2 separate regions of the Mus musculus genome follow, and region 1 is linked to region 2. The links are chromatin contacts, called in public HiChIP or PLAC-seq maps. All regions are on one chromosome and are shown on one strand. Each heading gives the region's core, a stretch centred on a gene start, on an enhancer-like site or on the middle of the called end of the contact. The rest is flanking DNA. Distances are from core to core; before and after follow the strand shown. Region 1 has its middle 41 kb from the start of Vwa3b. Region 2 overlaps Tmem131 (transmembrane protein 131).

Evidence for each region. HiChIP or PLAC-seq counts read pairs in DNA pulled down with a chosen protein or histone mark.
Region 1: a contact with region 2 is called in an H3K27ac HiChIP or PLAC-seq map of embryonic stem cells, with 11 read pairs. The contact joins two enhancer-like sites. A contact is called at or near these places in 4 of 115 datasets of contacts at active chromatin or transcription factors (double positive thymocytes, embryonic stem cells and large pre-B cells) and 1 of 9 other capture datasets (adipose tissue).

What each region holds. Positions count from the first base shown.
Region 1 is chr1:36,986,113-36,990,259 of GRCm38.p6, forward strand. No RefSeq gene overlaps it. Among named protein-coding and RNA genes, the nearest start is that of Vwa3b, 41 kb to the right of the region's middle. Within about 2 kb of position 1,264, at least 51 of the 459 cell types and tissues checked have an H3K27ac peak or open chromatin away from gene starts, as enhancers often do. A contact at or near this core is called in embryonic stem cells, where this site is marked.
Region 2 is chr1:36,802,936-36,807,392 of GRCm38.p6, forward strand. It overlaps Tmem131 (transmembrane protein 131), which reads right to left. Exons shown (of 41, transcript NM_018872.2): 32 at 1,533-1,711. Among named protein-coding and RNA genes, the nearest start is that of Zap70, 43 kb to the left of the region's middle. Within about 2 kb of position 1,461, at least 17 of the 459 cell types and tissues checked have an H3K27ac peak or open chromatin away from gene starts, as enhancers often do. A contact at or near this core is called in embryonic stem cells, where this site is marked.

The sequences.
Region 1 (4,147 bases), core at 14-2,513, 180 kb after region 2:
GATCCTTTTTGTTTGGTTTCAGACCCCCGACCCCCCAAGGGACGGAAGCACATGTTTTACATATCAAAGCTGACCTGGCCTCCAGGTTCTCCCAGCATCCCACAGTCCTTACCTGGCACACCTTGACTCCAACCCTGAACTTTCCAGTCCCCCTCAATCCCCCCAGGCTCTTCCCTATATAAGCCAGACATTTTGGTCTTCCTCTCTCTCTTTCCCGCCCCCCCCCCCCCCCCCGTTACTTCCTAGCCCTTGTCTTTGGGGCCAGTGAACTCGTCTGAAAGCAGCTTCCCAATAAACCTGCCTTTAATATAATCTGATCTGGCTTGAATTGGCTCATTCTGCTGATGGAGAAATAATCTATCACTTTTGTATGTGATTCCTCCGCCTGGAACATTCTCGAAGTCCTGACGTCTTAGCCTTTTCTTATGAATAGATACATACGCCTCAACATGCATAACAAACAACTCCCCTCTTCTCTCTTCAGTTGGGGGGAGGATGTAGGAGCTGTTTTCTCACTCACTGGATCCTGATATTACCCTGTAGTGCCAGGATTGACAACTGACTAATGTGTCGTTTTCCTCCTCTTCTTTTTAAGTTATTTTTATTTGATGTGTATGGGTATTTTGATCCTGTATGTCTGCACCGTGTATGTGTGTACAGTGGCAAAGGCCCAAAGAGGGCATAGGACCCTCTGAAGACAGAGTTACAGGAGGTTGTGAGCTGTCATGTGGGTGCTGAGGACCAACCCTGTTGAGACAGGGTTTCACAGAGGCCAGGCTGGCTCCCCCACATCTTGCCTTCATGTCACTGTGAAGACCGACGTTGTCTGGGCCCTTTTTCTCTCAGCCCCGCCTTTCCTATTGTTAGGACTCGGGAATCTTGAGCTTGCTCGTTCTTCCGTTCTTCCGTTCGCAATGGACTCCTTGGTTTTGTAACTCAGAGTGTGTCTTTGTTGTGAGGAATTCTCCTTCTTTTGTCCTTGCTGATCATGTCTGGAGCCTGGCCACTCTCTCTTGTTTCTCCAGAGGCTGCCCTGACTTTTATTCCCCAAGGGATGCCCTTCCTCTTCTGTTTCGATTTGGGGTTACAGATAACTTTTCATTTCTTTGAAGACAGAGTCCTGTTCCTGTTCTCAGTCTCCTTCTTGCTTTGGGGTGATTTCTCAGATAAAAGGGAAACCGCCCTCTTCAAATCACAGTTTCAAAACCAGAAGTGCCCAGAAATGCTTTGCATACCCTGGGAGCTTCACTTTCTGGTGGCTGCTTGTTAAGTCCTAAGTAGGGAACTGAATGTGGGCGGAGAGTCCGGACTTTTCTGGTGCTACCAATGCTCGCACTGCAATTAAAGTGAGGATTATCAGATGCTGTCTCTGCGGATGGCAAAGCTGGCCTATGTGGAGGCCATGATGACACAACACAGCCTGTTCCTCTGCCTGGTGGCTGAAAAAGGTCATACATTTCATATGCCTCCACAAGGCAAAAATGTAAACAAACAAAAACCACTATAAGGCCATTTTGGCTGGGCTACAGCAGGCTGGAGAGCTATGGTGGAGTAGAGAGATAGCTTTACATGTTGCCTTGACACAGTCGGGGGTCTTCTGAGAGGGACTCACAGGGGGGGACTGTCTAGATTAGCTTGGCTTATGGACATGTCTGTGAGGAATTTTCTTAATTGAGGTAACTGAGGTACGAAAGAACCACAAGAACCATTTCCAGGACTGGGCCTTAGACTGAATAAAGAGGAGAGAACCCTTTGAGGGGAAGAATTCTTGCATTTAGTCTCTGTCTTGACTTGGATGTGGTTAATTGTGTCAGCTGCTTTGGCTTTCCTGTTGTGATGGACCGTGATCTGGAATTGTAAACCAAATGAACCTTTCTCCTCTAAATGGCTTCTTGTCCTTGTAACTAACTGGAAAGGAAACAAAGAGAAGCATCAAGTTTTGCAGGGGCTGACTTTTTCAAAATAAGTGAAAACAATGTCTTTATTTGTGTCGTTATAACAAAACACCTGAAATAAAGAGGGTTAGTCCACACACAGCTTCAGGGCTTAAACTCCAGTATTGCTTAGTCCATCTGTTTGTCCACTCTCTAAGTCACAGCCACACTGGCTGGTCTCCCCTTACATAGAAAAAGCTCATGCCAGAGGGCTGAGTGCAGCATGTAGAAGAGGAAGATGCTTGTGGGAGAGATCGCATGGCAAACACGCAAGAGGGCCAGAGGAGCAAGGCAAAGTCACTGGGTAACAAGCCACTCTCACTGTGACTAATTGAGTCCCAAGAGAGCAATCACACTCCCCAGAGACTTAACTCATTCGGTCCTTTAAGCCACCTTTGTCACCATCGAGAAGTCAAACCATAGTGGGAATCAAATACCAAATAGCCCAGCTAGGGAGGAAAACAGCACCCCGTGGTCTCTTACAGTCATCCGTGAGTGAAGAAAAGAAATAAAAAGGGAAGGACATGACTGTTCCTACGCATGGTGGAGGAGAAGTTTATTATAGATGTGGGTGGGATTGCCAGGAGAGCAAAGCCAGAGACAGTCACGTCTGGGAGAGTCCAGAGTGGTTATGACCCTGAACCAATGGGTAGGGGTGGGGAGTAGGGGGAAGTAACCAAGTACCACAGCCAGGAGGTCAAAGGTGTGAACAGTGCAGAAAGGAAAGGGGAGAGTAACCAAAAATGCCTGGATTATATAGGGAAGAGCCTCTGGGGGAAGGCAGCACGGCCGCTAGGCTGTACAGTTCAGGGTAGAGGACGGGGTATGCCAGCTGTATCCTGTAACAGGTAGGGACTGAGGGATGCTGGGAGAACCAGCTCTGCTTTGCCGTGTAAAGTAGACACTTCAGCCAACTGTCCCAGGTTTGAAGCTTAACAACTGGCTCCCAACATCATTTCATTGAGGACTAAGCTGCAACATGCATGATTTACATTTTTTAAAAATATTTTTATTATTGCAAGGAATAGTTGGCTCACAGAAAATGAACTCAATGGTACTTGGAGCGCTTTTTGTTTCATTTTGCTTTTTTTTTTTTTTCTTTATCAGTCTTTGGCTGGTTTGTTTTGATTTTCTTTGTGTGTGTGTGTGTGTGTGTGTGTTTCTTTCTTTCTTTCTTTCTTTCTTTCTTTAGGAGAGAGAAAAAACATGAAGTTGGGTAGAGAGGGAGAGGGGAGGATCTGGGAGGAGTTGGGGATGGAAAACATGACCAGAATGTATTGCATAATTTGTTTTTCAATAAAAATAACTGTGTTATTAAAATTTAAAAAAAAAGCAAAGGGCATGACTTGGTTCTAGGTGTGGCAAAGGAGAAAGTTTATTATAGATAACAAAGCCAGGGATAGGGACATCTGGGACATTTCAGAGTGAGCCCGACCCTGAAGCAAGTGAGGAGAGCCAAGGAGTGGGAGACAGGGAACCAGGTACAGCGGCCAAGGGGGCAAAAGGGTTAAAAAAAAAAAGCATGGGTAATTGAAATGTCTGGATTGTATAGGGAAGAGAGTTTGGGGATAGAGGGCCAGGTATGGCAGCTGTACCCGGTAACAGGTTGGGACTGAGGGATGCTGGGAGAACCTGGAAGTTAGGTCTGCTTTTGACGTGTGAGGTAAATACCTCAGCTGTTTGCTCTGGGTTTGAGACTTCACAGGTTTTTTGTTTTTTGTTTGTTTGTTTGCTTGCTTTTTGAGACAGGGTTTCTCTGTATAGCCCAGGCAGAACTCACAGAAATCTGCCTGCCTCTGCCTCCGAAGTGCTAGCATTAAAGGCATGCACTACCACGCCCGGCGAGATTTCACAGTTCTTCTCATTATTATAAATACAGGTAGGCAATGAACAGCTATCAAGGGATCGAGTAATAGCTCAAGATGGCTTCTGGGTCCTACTAACAAGGAAGCCTGGATCAACAGCTCATTTTCTGATGAGGATATAGGCCATGTTGGATTAGGAAGGATGCCTTTCCAGGACAGATTCCCACTCACTAATTAGATCTACTATGATGGTACATCCAAATGAAATCACATCCTACAGCAGAAGGAGTCAGAATCAACTAATCACTCTTAAAGGACACAGTTCAACTAGATACTAGAGACAGGCCTGGAGCAGGCTCTAGGTTGAGGAAGGGCTCCCTGGGTCTAAAGTCCCTGCATAAATGCAGG
Region 2 (4,457 bases), core at 211-2,710:
ACTCTCCCCGTGCTGTGGGTATGTATGTCTCAGTACTCTCCCCGTGCTGTGGGTATGTATGTCTCAGTACTCTCCCCGTGCTGTGGGTATATGTCTCAGTACTCTCCCCGTGCTGTGGGTATATGTCTCAGTACCGGCTTGCCAGAAGATGCTATACTTCTCTAGTCATTTGCTAAAATGGGAACTAAGTCCAATGCTCCAGCACAAGTTACAAATGAAATGGGATTAGACAGGGCACCAGGCCAACTGCAAGGCACTGCAAAGGGACAGTGGGACATGCGCATCCTATGTGAAACATGAAATCACCCAGGGAACAGAGCCGGGACTGCTTGTGAACTGATTTTTTAGGCCGTTAGATGGAGACCAGAAGCCAGATTCTGATCCGCAGTGTAGATCTGAACACACTCACCTAAAACAAGAACGAGTTGGAGCCTGCCTTTCCACTCAGCACTTACAAGCCACACTGCTGGACACGTGCACGGGGGGGGGGGGGGGGGTGGGGGTGTGGTGGTGGGGGGGTGGGGTGTGGTGGTGGCATGCTGGGCTCTGCTGCACTATTCTGAATGGTATGTCACTGCTGGATGCTGACCTCATGTGCTCATGTATCCTAGGCTGGGCTCTGGTTCCAGTGACCACTAACGGCATCTTGAACCTACTCTGTAGTGACAGTTTTGAGAATTCTTATATTCCAGTTTCTTTAAAAAAGAATGTTTTAAAATAAGAATGTTTCTGTTTTAACTCTAGGTGTAAGGTTGAAGGGCTGCTCGGACTGTCCATAGCAGCTGACCGTGATTTGCCTTGTGCCCTAGAAGAAGTATGGTTTTCCAGATGCAAATAATTTCTGTGATTGTATGGTGTTTGGAATTCCAGGAACTTTTCAGAGGGAACATAAATTCGAAGGCCCCGAGAGGTGGGTTGGGTGGTTACTGGTCGTTTAGTGAGGTTTGGTTGTGGTTTGTTAGTGGCCATGTTCAAAGAAGAAACAAAAGGAAAGAAATTAGGCTCAGAGATCTCTTTCTCCTCTATCCTTGTTTTTCTCTTATCTAGTGTTAGGGGGTAAAATGGGGATGAGGGGTGAGGGTTGGACAAAGGGTGGAAAAAAGAAGAACCCAAAAAGTAGCAAAGACGAGTTACATGACTCCCTCTGGGAGAGCCACTGTTGCCCCTGCCTTGGGGGTGGGCTGTTACTGAGCCCTGTTCCCAGCATTACTAGACAGTGAATAGGTCCAGTTCCTTCTCCTCTTTGACATTTACAGCCACGAACAGACTTCATGAGGTAGTGTGATGCTAATTACCCTGCTGCTCGCTAACTTTAGCAGCGGTTCAGTTTCTAATATTTCTAAATGCTCTTCTCAGGGGTGGGGGTGGGGGGAACAAAGTCACCCAGCCTCAGAGCTGGGCTGGTTTCTGCAGGGGAGAGTGCAGGCATGTTGAACACACAGGACACATGCTCAGAGGAGAGACATGACACAGGAGACATTAATGTGTACTGAGCTAGGCAGTCTGAGGCCCCACTGTGAACGCCCACATACCTCCCTGAGGAGTGGCTCTGTGTCGGGGTTGGAGGTCTCTGTGGTGGTGGAGGAGCTGTCGTCGTCGGCCAGAGCGTCCTTCAGCTCATCCTCCTGCGGCTTCCCCTTCCCCCTCTTCTCCTTCTCCTCCTGCTTCTTCGGAGGCTTGGCCTTACGTTGTTGGAGAGACTTTCCTTTCCCTGGGGATGAAAATTGGAGTAAAAACAGAGCTTGATCAAACAGCTTCAAACATAGAGCTGTTCTTAGTTCTATTAGGAGCGGCTAGACTCTGTCTCCAATTTTTCCTTCTTGACTTACAGCTGCCTGTCAGGCTTGTCTTTGTGAGGAGGTTGTTTAAAAAGTCAACTTTGTTGAGACACAACTGGTGTGCAATGGACTATACTCTTACAATACAGTTTGGCAAGTTTGTCCGCAGATCTGGCAAACTGGCCTGAAAATGTTTGCCAAAAGGTGATGGAGCTTTAAAGAGTCGCAACAGAGAAAGGCAAAGCCTCATGTGTTGGGAGATGGAGTGTTGGCGGTGCATCACCTGGGGTTGCTAACACCCCAGCTGGGCCCAATCCTGGCAGATCATCTGCAGGGCTAAAGTAAGGAATTACAAAAAGCCCTTAGGACAGTAGTGGCCACACAGTGTCACTAAGGACAGCATAAAACAGAAAGCTTAGTGACTTAAGAGATCCAGATGCTCCCAGAGCCAACCACAGCATAGCCTTAGCCATGTTCCAAGAGCCAGGAATACAATACTGAACAAGTCAATCCTTGCGGCATGGAGCTGACACTGTACACAGGCCTGGAAAGCTCCGATTCTACCACCTCCAACTGAGCCTTCAGCAGCAGCACCCAGACCTGCAGAGGTCACACTTGAAAAGTGTGTGTGTGTGTGTGTGTGGCTCCCTTTTCAACACACGAGTGAAAAGAGGGACTTCAGACTTGACTTCGATCCAGACTTCTGAATTTATCTCAAACAATGCCTTGCTAACTCCTCACCTGGGCATGGAAATCTTGGCAGGGGCTGGCAAAGTAGAGCCTACTTTACTTGACCTATGCTTGTTTTGCATGGTTTGAAGGTAGAGTAACAATATTTTTACAAAGTTAGAAAACCAAGGGCTGGAGAGTGGTTAAGAGCTCTGACTGCTCTTCCAAAGGTCCTGAGTTCAAATCCCAGCAACCACATGGTGGCGCACAACCATCTGTAATGCGATCTGATGCCCTCTTCTGGTGTGTCTGAAGAGAGCTACAGTGTACTCATATACATAAAGAAAATAAATCTTAAAAAAAAGAAAAAAAAAAAAAGAAAACCAAAAGTCTTGTCCTTGCTTGGCAAGGACTTCCCCACTGGGCTGCACCCCAGCCTCACTGGCCTCTACTGTGCTGTGCTCAGCACCTATGGTGGTGTAATGGCTTGCAGCACTCTCCTCACTGCACAGCACAGTCAGAGCACTCTGGCTCCAGGACACTGCAAGAGCCCTCTTCCTCTCCACCGCTGTCACAGTCTACCCACTGCCTTGTACTTCAGTCTTCTGGACTCATGGGGAGGCTCAGAGCTGTGATAGGTCTGGCCATGCTGTTTTCGGGAAGACAGTTACACTCTGCCTTGTTAGGTTTCGGTCTTGCTTTGGCCTGGCATTTCTCACTCTGCCCCCTTTCTTTCCTTTTGGAATGGCAATGTATATTATGTGCCATTGTGTGTTAGACATATGTGACTTGCATTTTGATTTTATAGGGGTTACAGGCTTGAGACTGCCTTGAGTCTTACAAGAGACTTGGACTACTCAACTCTGTTGAAAGTGAAAGACTGTAGGGACCTTGGAAGATGAACTACATGCATTTTGACTTGTGATATGGCCACAGACCTAAGGGGGCCAGGGAGTGGATGTGGTGGTTTGGATAAGAATGCCCCCTAAGGCTTGGTCCCTAGTTGGTGGAACTGTTTGTGTCCAGGGAGTGGGCTTGGAGGTTTCACATCAATCTCAGTCAGTAATGTCTTTCTGCTTCAAGATGTGAGCACTCATCCCTGCTGTGGAACCCTGTGTGCCCTGCCTGCTGCCATGTTCCCTGCCTTGATGGCCATGGGACCGTGAGCCCTCAGAGCAAATGCTTCACTTTATAAGCATTGCTTTGGTCATGGTGTTTTGTCACAGCAATAGAAAAGCAACCAAGACACCTGGCCTGGTCTTGCTGCGACCCACGCATTCTCCTGGTCTCTACAAGGGGCACACACCACACCCACAGGGACTTTCCTCCCTTGGTCTCCTGTGCCTAATCTGCAACTCCGAAACCCAAAAGCCCCTCAACGCTGTTGTCCCCTAGCTTGTTTGAAATGAACTATACCATGATTGATGGCTTGTGGTCGCACCCCCTTAGATGAACTGATGGAAAGGCTGCTTGCAGTCTTAGGAACCACATGGTCTATGCGCCACATTTCTTTCCAAGTTCTGAGTCCCCAATCTTGCGGTTCTGGATTGCTCTAGTCTTGAGGCCCTGCCACTGCCAATAAGGTGTATTCCTCTGTACCTTACCCATGAGGCTGCACACAAGCGCCTGTTCCCACTCCCACTACTCTGAAGCCTTCGCTCATGCTCCCTGTTAGACCTCGCTGTCACTCTGGCCTTGGATTTTCCATCCCTTGAATTGTTCACACTTCTCCTGTTTGTGTGGTTCCTTCTGGCAAAGTTCCTTCCCTAACCTACCAATTCTGCAGATCTGGTACATCCCTCACTCCTCTGCCTACAAGACTGTGATGTGTGCACGGCCACCACTTCCTGTTGTCCCTGTCCTGTTGGCCAGCCTCTTTGGAGGTTTCACCAACTATTTTTTCACTTGCTTCTTTTGCCCCTTTTCCTATTTAGAGAGAGGTGTCAGTGTGTAGCCTCACTGACCTCAAGCCTGTGACAAACTTCCTGTCTCTACCTCACCAGTACAACT